Linked DNA regions of Ovis aries: region 2 is linked to region 1. The links are chromatin contacts, called in public Hi-C maps. All regions are on one chromosome and are shown on one strand. The core of a region is the stretch at or near the end of the contact, and the rest is flanking DNA. Distances in the headings are between cores, read along the strand shown.

Region 1 (4,992 bases), core at 560-3,059:
TCTAAAAATCCATTTATAGGTAATTTCTACTTGAAGCTTATAGGTATGAAAACAGGTTTATTTCAAGTTTAATAACCAAATTTCATGTGGGTTATTTGGGAAAACTTTCACATGACATTAATATGCCATAAATTGTGATTTACAAACACATTCTCACATCCTGTCTGGGGTGAGATTGTAATTTGTCCAATGAACTTTCCACTGAAAAAGAAAATGGCAAAACTGACAAACTAATCTAGCTATGCACGTTTTGTTTTGGAAACTTGCTATTCTCAAATGTTCCCTGAATTTATTTTTGAAAATTCTTTGGAAAATTCAAGGAAAAAAATTGGTCTTTTGAGAAATACCTTGAGTGTTAGAGTTTGTATGTCAAAGGAGTATTGGATTTCTTGTTAGCGGGTTTTTTTTTTTTTTGACCTTTTGCCTTTTTTTTCTTGTACTGTTAAAAATAGATGTATAAGTTAAAAAAAATTATTTGTGTATGTCTTATCTATTTGATTGAATGTGTCTTCCAGATAATAGACATTTCATATTGGATGGATGGATGGGTGGCTGCTTTGAGTGCAGGTGGATAGGTACAAGTCACAGCTTTGCTACATACTAACTCTCTGGACTACAGCAAATTAAAGATATAAACCTCTGTTTCTTCAAATGTGCATAATCATAGTTCCAGACAGGGTTGTGGAGATTAAAATAAATTATGCATGTAAAGAACTTTGTATCACAGTTGGCACACGGTGAGGGCTCAGAAATATTAGCTGTTGTTATTACTCATATTAACATAAGAATACATGGCTTTAACCACATAACCCATTTTTTTAACTTAAGAGTAAATTATTACAACATGTAAGAATTATGAATGTATTGACTGTAGCAGATTTGATACCAGTAATTTTCTAATCACTATAGCTCAAATTCTTCCATCCATAAAAACAGGGAAGGGTAAAAGAACCGGAAGCTTCTTTATCTAAATTTAGAATTACAAGCATAGCTTAGATATGAAAACATTCAAAAGCTTTACTATGATACAACAGCTGGTTGTATTATGTACCGTTCTTGCCTGGAGAATCCCAAGGACAGGGGAACCTGGTGGGCTGTCGTCTATGGGGTCGCACAGAGTCAGCCACGACTTAAGCGACTTAGCAGCAGCAGCAGCAGCAGCCTTATTAAAGCAACATCATTTCGTGCAGTTTAAAACGTTTACAAATTCTAGGTAAGCATTCTTAAAATAGGTCTTTCCCTCTAGGGTGACACTGAGATTCCCAAAAAGGGTGATAACATTTTATTAATAAAAGATCTTTAATGGGGTTGCGATCATTAAGCAGCATAGCCCCCAGATTATACAAACTTTCACCTAGCCTTCTCTAGAGGAAGAACCAGCCTGATTTTTTTAGGCAAAAGAGTAAGTCACTGAGGTCTGCCCGCACTTCGTTTCCCAAAGAGAAGCCTGCGCAGAAGGAGGGCGCGCAGGCGACCGGAGGGGTTAGGTCGCGCTCAGCGCAGGCTGGCTGTTCAAAGGGCACTGTCTGCTTTCCCCCTGACTTGCACGGCCGGGCACCCCTTGGCGGCGGCCTGGGCGCCCCCCAGCCCCAGGCTAATGCCAACGGGCGGTGGGCTCCTCGGCCGAAGCTCCGGCGAGGCCCGCGTGCCGCGGCTGGGCTGCCTCCCGGCGCGCGCTTACACACGCGCAGCTTGTTTGGAACTTGAGCAACGCCTCCTGTTTTCTTTCCACCCTATTTCTGTTTGTGCAGAGCTGGCCTTTTCTGGCAGGAAGTGCCAGCCATTTAAGGAGTGCAGGCGATTCCCGACAGCCGGCCCCCTCCCCCGCCGAGTCGCCTTGCTCCCAGCTAATTGGCCTGGAGACCGACCGGGCTTAGCCCTGCGAAGGTTCGCATTTTAAAAATGTCTTCTTTTGTCAGCTTGAGATTTTCCAGCATTTAAAAGCGGAAAGGAAGCGAGGAATACAAGGAAGCTATTAAAGATATATTAAATAAACTCTACTGGGATCAAGCGTGTGTTTAAGAGAAAATCTGTAACTTTTGCAAGGGAACTTTTGGTGATTGCTTATTATTTTAACAAAGAGGGAGGGAAGGAGGGACAGAGAGAGTTGGTTTTGTCCCTGAACTGGAGAAGCAGATGTTTAAAGGAGAGGGGCAGGAAGCAGCTCTGACAAATGAAAGGATTTTTGATTGAGTTCATGAGCTAAAGTTTCCTGCCAGTAATTCATTCAACCCTAGGCTACATAAAAGAAAAACCCTCATAATTGAATTTTAATCGCCCAACTTTTTAACATACAACCAGAACAGTCAAGTGGAGCTGCCACAGGTAAAACAGAAATAACGCTGTAAACTGATCTTAGATGATTATTTATTGGTAGTTTTTAAAAAATTATGATCTCCTTTGCTTCATACTGCTCCTCCTTTTATGGGTGCCTGTGGACCAGAGGCTATTCCTTACTGTCTGTGTAAGTTAAAATCCTTTGTGCAGACTTTTTTTTTTTCTTTAAGCTGTTTTGTGAGCAGGTGCAGATGGCTTTCATGATCTGAGCCAATTGAAATGTTCTGTTTCAGCCTGCAGAAACTGAGGTTTTTAAAAAATGAAATAACCGCGTTTTGTGCTGTATCTATAATTCAGCTGGAAAATGTGTTCTCCATTTTATGATGAAATCTGCCACTTCTGTTTCTTCTCTTAATGAATTTGGTTTGTTTACAGCCTTAAGGAAATCTTGTCACTAAAAGCCACCCTCAACACGCCTGCAGTATTTTTCAGTCTGATGATTTCACAACCAGGGCCATTGCAAAATAAGAGTAAATGGGTTTTCTTTTTTTTTTTTTTAATCCCTGGAGATTTTTAAGAACTTTTTTTTCCTTTCTTTTTTCTTCACAGTGTATTCAAGTAAACAGTTTCAGGAAAACTTGGAAACATTTGAGACTTTTGTACTTTTTCGTAAATATAATATTAAATAAGCCAGTTTTCTTAGTGAAGTCTTAGAGTCTTATACCAAGTGACAAAAAGTAGGGAGTCCATGCATCCTAAAAACTCTAGGTTTGGTGCTTGCATTAATGAGTCCTCCTGCAAAACAAAGTCAAGAGCAAATTAACTCCTCTAGAGTACAGAAGCTTCTGTGGCCATCACTGGTGCTAAGCCACAGCTCTGTGCTCAGTCACACTCATATGGGCAGGCCATAAACCAAATGGCCATAGCCAAAATCCAGAATCACAGAATGGGCTGCACCTTGAACTGAACAGACCCAAATGTCAAACTGTAACTGAACCAAAACATGTCCATAAGTAAGCCTGATGAACTAGTTTAAACCAGCATGATACTTACGTACTTTCTAACATGACTGAACAAAGCCAAACTAGAACTTCAAAAAAATTCCACACTTAGCCTCAAACAAACCAAGAGCTCATTGGTCTGGATCTGTGTTCCTGTGTTGTTATGGGATCCCAGCTGGAAATGAAGGGTTTGGATTCTGCTCTGATATCGACCCTCATGATAATGACTGATCCAAGGCTACCAACTCAGGAAAGAAATGTTAAGGGGCAATACCTGGTATGTTGTCAGTGAAACTGAAAGTCACTCAGTTGTGTCTGACTCTGTGACCCCGTGACTACACAGACCATGGAATTCTCCAGGGCACAATACTGGAATGCATGGCCTTTCCCTTTTCCAGGGGATCTTCCCAACCCAGGGATGAAACCCAGGTCTCCCACATTGCAGGCGGGTTCTTTACCAGCTGAGCCACGAGGGAAGCCCTGAGATACCAAACTGAGAGTTTGGACTGGATAATTTCCTTTGGGTTGGGGGTTGCGGGGGATGGCGGAGAGGGCTGTCCTGTGCATTGTAAGATGTTTAGCACCATCTCTAAACTCTACCGACTAGATGGACTAGATGGACTAGATGGACTAGATGCAAGTTTGGCGTTGTCAAATATCTGGGGTGGGGGGTGGGGGGCGAATTGCCCCCTGCTGGGAACAACTGCAGTAATCATCAACATTGTTTCCAAAATGCTGTTGTATCAGTTGTGTTGATTGTATTAATATTTAGGAGATATTGGAAAGAAAAGCTGTGCACATTTATCTGCCCAGAAGGATCATCTAATAGATGTTTGTCCTCATTTCAGAGCCGGTTTCTCTACTAAAGCAAGAAGCCTTTATGTTAGAAAGTCCATGCATGGTGTTATTGTGAGGCAGAGCTAAGGGAAATACTGTAAGTTATAGAAGTTATAAGTTATTTATAAGCACACACTTTTATAAAAACTCGCCCTCACACCAATTTATGGTGTCAGTGATAAAATGATTCTAGAATCTTCTGATCACACCGTGTTTATCTTCATACTCTGAAAAAAAAGTGGCAGAAATATTTCAACATATTTGAGTCTAGTATTTCTAGTTCACAGTGTAGGGAGATGCTGTTTGATCCAGCCTGCCTACATACCCTACAATGAATTATTATATATTAGAGGGTTATTTGGGGAGAATTAGACATCTTAATTATAACATTCTTTTTTTTTTACTTTGTGTGTATATAGTGTGTGCCTTTGAAGCAAAACTTATAGTTATTCTGTGCTTCAATGAGACTTTTCATTTTTACATATTGTAACGGCACCTTTCCCTTGACAGTTTTCATTTGTGAGGAAGACTCATTTGTACATCAGAGCATTATTTGGAACAGTGGGTTTTGCCAAGATTATAATGTGGTAATTGCATCTAAAAATGAGCTGTGCCAAAACACTGCAAAAGTAATAATAAATCCACTAAACATATAACACTGACACAGACAGTTCATCAGCTTTTCTTAATACTGTGAAAAACAAATTTTTTTTTTTTTGTCTGTGAGGAAAACATGGGGAAAGAATCATCAACATATAAAATTGAACAGCTAATCGAGTTTTCCAAATGGTTTACTTTAATGGTGATTTAGCATTCTAAGGCACAGACCCTTAGCTTTTGTTTAGCTTTGGTCTTTAATGTAGATTATAAATCTAGC
Region 2 (5,028 bases), core at 905-3,404, 57 kb after region 1:
ACAAATCCCTCTAAAAGAGGTGGCCGGTAGGATCATGGGTTCTATGGTCAAATAGAAGTGGATTTCAAAATCCAACCTTTGCCCTCACTAATTGTGTGGCCTTGAACAAGTTCATTAAAATTTCTTATCAACAGACTGCTCATCTATAATAATACTTTCTTCCTAGGTCTTGGGAGCAGACTGAATGAGGCAGTGGATGTGAATTATGGACAAGTGCCTGGCACCTGTCTGCTACCCATCAGTATTCCCCAGCTCCTTCCCTCACCTAATTTGTCTGCATCTTATAAGGATATCACAGGCTCTAGGTTCACCATTGAAAGTAAAAAATTCAATGATGTATTAAAATTGCTTCATCTATGTGGCTTTTTTATTTCCTCTTAACAAATTTTTCGGTATGAAATCATTTCCTAAAGGAGGGGGGATTTACAAAAAATAGGAATTAGGATTTTTTTTCTGTTTTATGTCATCTAGTAACATGCATCATTAACCTCAGCTACATAAATTCCTAGTATGCTTTGGCCCTGAACTTTAGAAGAAAAATTCTTTAGTCATCTTTAATATTTTGTAATTATAATAGATTAAGCCATCTGAATGAAAATATAAATATCTTAGTTCCATCTTTTAAAGCTATTTCTTCTTGTGATGTATTCACTTCTGAATGAAGGTTTTACTTCTTACAAATGTTTCTGGGTAATGCAGCAAAGACACCTGTAATCGGATCTGCAACCAACAAGGTAGTAAGTCAATTTGGAGTTCTAATAGTTACACTGTGTATCTACAGAATGGATATGATGAAACATGACATGAATTAGCAAATCTGTCAGGAGTCAAACAGATTTGCTGTCAGAATTAACCAGTTTTACCATGATTTCAAGGCCATAGATTTTTCAGTTACCTGAAATTAGTCATAGTGGTAGGAGACTGTTTTCTTTCTAGTCTAGCCCACAACAGTGTTAAAGACTGTTTGAGATATTTCAAATGGAGAATCTAAACCATCCATTTAAAAATGATTTTATAAGCTCGTGTTCCCCTAAGAGTTACTCTTGGTGATAAAAAACAGAAAGCTAAAATATACAGATAATATATGAAAATACTGGAGAAGGAGGTGGCACCCCACTCCAGTAGTCTTGTCTAGAAAATTCAGTGGAAAGAGGAGCTTGGCAGATGGGCCACAGTCCATGGGGGGCGCAAAGAGTGGGACATGACTGAGCACATATATAATAAGATGACATAAAGGTAGGAAATGAATAAGCACAAAACTTGTACTATGCAAAATGTCCACTACTTTAAAAACAAAATCTATTTCAGTAAGAAGTCTAAATTAGGCCCTATTGGCTTTAATTGTATAATGGAAATCCATTTACATGCATTACCAAACTCTCATCAAATCATACCTCAGGGCACCAATAGGGAAATCACCTCTTTTATTAAACTAGATGTGTCAGGAGAGCAATGGGTGCAGAGGTGGTCGTTTCTATGAGTGGAACCAGATGTAGAAAAAAAAATCCAGTCCCTAGCACTTGAACTGGAATCTTCTCTTGGCTAATACGATGTGACTGAATTCCAGGAATGTTAGTCCAGTTCAAACAGGAATGGTTTCTCATCAGTGGCTCGTTGGACATTTGCAATCTTCTGCTTGTTTGTTTGTTGGATTCTTTTTTTTTTATCGTGAACTAGGGCACAGCACTTCTGCTGCGGCTCTGGCTGGCTCTGTAGAATGCTGCCTCATAACTTTTTCCTGTGGCACTTCCTTTCGGGGATGTTTCACAGGTGCTTGTTTCCCTCTGCCCACACTGTGTGTTCACCACCAAATTTCCATTGTCAGGCCCCGCCTACACGCATTTTACTAGCGCGTGAACTCCTCGAATCTTAGAGCGGCTCGAACTACCGCTCACATTTTCGTTACACCTTATGGAGAAGAAAACTGACTTCCTCAAACAGGGCATAGAGTTCACGTAGAGAACTCAGTGTTTTCTAGGGTGTTTTCCTCTACGCGGGAGTCTCGTGCCCGTTTCTTGCACTTGCCACGGTAAGAGTATCTGCTCTCTCTTTGCTTGCCGGACCCCCCACCCCAAGCCATTTTCCCCTCTTGACTGATTTTCCCATCAGAAGTTCTTCATTATGAGTCAATAAAATAATACTCTACAGTCACATCCCCAGGGAAGGGAAAGATTGCCCAAGTCTCTAGATTATTCAAGAAAGGAAGTGGCCAGGGGGCGGGGGATTTGTTTGGTTTCTAATTTCTGTGCAAAAAAAAAGTACATTTTAAAAACTGAATTAGGAAGGTAATAGGAACTGCTAAAATCGGATTCTCGTATCTGTGTTTATAAGCTCCCAACTCGAGAAAGTTTGAGAAAAAGAAAAGCTTTCAAACATGTGCTTGTGTCTAAGCACAGACTTGGCAGCTTCTCACGTGGCTTTCACTAAACCTAAGAATTCTCATACAAGTGAGGTCTGTGTTCATCACTTTCCACCAAAGATTAAATAGTAGGGTGCTGTGGTGATGACTCCGGTTGCTAAGACTTCATTGCCAAGTCAGAAACATCTGAGGGACAACTCCATTTAACCAGAGGCCAAGGATACCTCGGCCGCCTGAGTGCCAGGCCAGATGCCAGCCAAATTCATCTGTATGCACAGTGCAGGAGTCAGGAGCAAAACCTCCTCAGGGGCTCAGCCCACAGATCAGTGTGAGAAAGGAGCAGGATGGAGGACAGTAATAAGTGGGCCATTCCTGGCCGTGACTCTGACATTTAAGATATGTAAGTGACACTGGAAGTTCAAGCATTTACTTCCAAGGCAGCCTAGAATAGAATTGGCTGTGATTTCTTAAGGGAAGCTAAATTAATACCCTTATTCTTTCACTTATTCATTCATTCATTTAAAATACAGATATTTCTAGGGCACCTAATGAAGGAGCCTGGTAGGCTAAAGTCCATGGGATCGCAAAGAGTCAGACCCGACTGAGCAACTTCACTGGTTCAATGGATATCAAGGAAATTCCAAATACGTGTCTTTTGCCATAGCTAATGGGTGAAGTTCTGAGGGAAAAAAGAAACATAGGAACCTAGAATCTATATTTGAGCAATAATAAGTCAAATAAAAGTATTTCTTTTAGATATACTATGTGTACACTTCATATATCTTGTTTCTCTATCACACTTAGCTTGTAAGAAAGGTGTGGAGAAGGCAATGAAAGGGGTGCTCAGGGGCAGCTTGAGTCACAGAGATGAGAAAAGCCCTTCAGAGGGTCCCTGGATACCGTGGCAGTTAGGAATTAAGTTAAAGGAACATAGCTGGGCCCCAGGAAAGACAGAGGCGTAGATAATAGCTAAGTGGCGGGGGTCTGGGGTGGTGGGAGTGTGGGCAAAGGTTCTTAAATCACATTGGTTTTATTTGTTTGTTTGAGCTGTGATTCAAAAGCCACTGAAACCTGTTTCTTTAAATCCAGTTGCATTTATCAAGTCACATCCTGCTTGTGATATTTTGTGCTTATGGAAAGCTTTGTGAAAAGTCTCTCTCCCTGTGAGGCTCTGTGAACTGTAGTTGTTAGGGGTAGGACTCTGAGGCCAGAACCCACTGGGTTCCATTTGAGAGTCTGACACTCACCATCCATGTCACCTTGGGAAGTTATTTCAAGCTCTCTGCATCCATTTTTGTCTTTAAGATGGGGATGGTAACAGTTTGTACCGAGTGGAGTTGTGAAAATGGGATGATGCGTGTGAGTTACTCACCATGGTAGCTAACATTTGCAGAATAATTATTCTATTAGCCCCTCCTGCCATCCCCATACCACTCTTTTAATACAGTTGTGTGCATCTCTTCTTTCCAGGGACTCAAAAAGTACTCTGTTTCTCCTGTGTTTTGATAGGCAATTTGTAAAAGCTAATATATAATGCATTTAGAAGCAAAACTTCATTATACTCTATTGCTGTATGATTTCCTCTAGCGTGCAAGTATCTGATCCTGCTTATTAAAGTAAGAAAGTACACTATGCCATCTACCAGAAGGGAGGAATTTTGAGTTCTCTGCATCTGGGCTTCTCCATGTCCTGTGCACATGGATCTCAAGTCTCGTAGAAATGCACATTCTGATCGGCTAGGTCTGGGGGAGAGCCTGGGTTTCTGAGTCTCCGGCCAGCTCCGGCCATGCCAGGGCTGCTAGTCAACCGCCCACACTATGATCTAGACCCCAAAGCAGTAGCAGGACCAGAGTGAACAGGGCTGAGGAATTGGTGTGAACATTCCCCCGGTCGTGGGTAATTTCCTGGACAGCAGTTTTTCTGTGGAAGACCCAGTACTCAGCCCCCACAGACATGGCCAAACCTCACTGCAAGGCACCACCTTCTTACATGAGCACCTGTGACAACATATTGGAAACAGGCTATAAAAAGGGAGAAACCTGCAGCCAGACACCTGGTCAGCCCGCAGCTGTTCAACCAAGAGAAAGCGCCCTGGTTTCAACACTTCGCTGGCTCCTTTTCTAGAAGGCCAGGTCCTCCCAAGGCCTGATTGTTTTCGAAAATCATGTGTAACGGAGGCTGATAGACTACACGAGGGAGCATCGCAGACTTTACTTGACCTTGTCACTGCAGTCTGTAGCTCTGTGGACCATTCCTCACTCCTACATCAAAGGGACTTTTAAAATCAAAGTGTACAAAGCCTTTATTTAGTGAATTTGGGTGCCAGTTGGACCAATAAAAGATAGAATGGACTCTGTGTCTCCACATCTTCCCTTGACAGTTCTTCTGAAGGGGAAAAAGGGTAAATCCTAGAAGTACTTTTTTTTTTAATGTTTAAAAATCCTAGAAATGTTGGACAGATATAAAAGTCATGACTGTATCCAGGGTCCCATGTACTCCGTTTGGAATTCAAGGTTTAACACAGACACCACATTATAAAGTGTTGAGATCTTCTCCTTTACCGTTACTCATGCATATTTCTCTAACGTTGCTCCTGGGGTGTTGCTTGCCCTGGTCTGGTGACAGGAGATGAAGTGCTACCCTGGGAACATAGTCCACCAAAGGTTCTC

Evidence for each region. A called contact is a pair of places that touch in the nucleus more often than the background predicts.
Region 2: a Hi-C map of tail adipose tissue shows a contact between it and region 1, with 1.7 times the contacts expected there. The contact joins two enhancer-like sites. A contact is called at or near these places in 3 of 16 Hi-C or Micro-C datasets (blood and tail adipose tissue).

What each region holds. Positions count from the first base shown.
Region 1 is chr15:13,618,737-13,623,728 of ARS-UI_Ramb_v3.0, forward strand. The region is part of intron 1 of MAML2 (mastermind like transcriptional coactivator 2); the gene reads left to right. Among named protein-coding and RNA genes, the nearest start is that of MAML2, 110 kb to the left of the region's middle. Within about 2 kb of position 1,810, at least 49 of the 54 cell types and tissues checked have an H3K27ac peak or open chromatin away from gene starts, as enhancers often do. A contact at or near this core is called in tail adipose tissue, where this site is marked.
Region 2 is chr15:13,674,942-13,679,969 of ARS-UI_Ramb_v3.0, forward strand. All of the region lies in intron 1 of MAML2 (mastermind like transcriptional coactivator 2), which reads left to right. Among named protein-coding and RNA genes, the nearest start is that of MAML2, 160 kb to the left of the region's middle. Within about 2 kb of position 2,155, at least 10 of the 54 cell types and tissues checked have an H3K27ac peak or open chromatin away from gene starts, as enhancers often do. A contact at or near this core is called in tail adipose tissue, where this site is marked.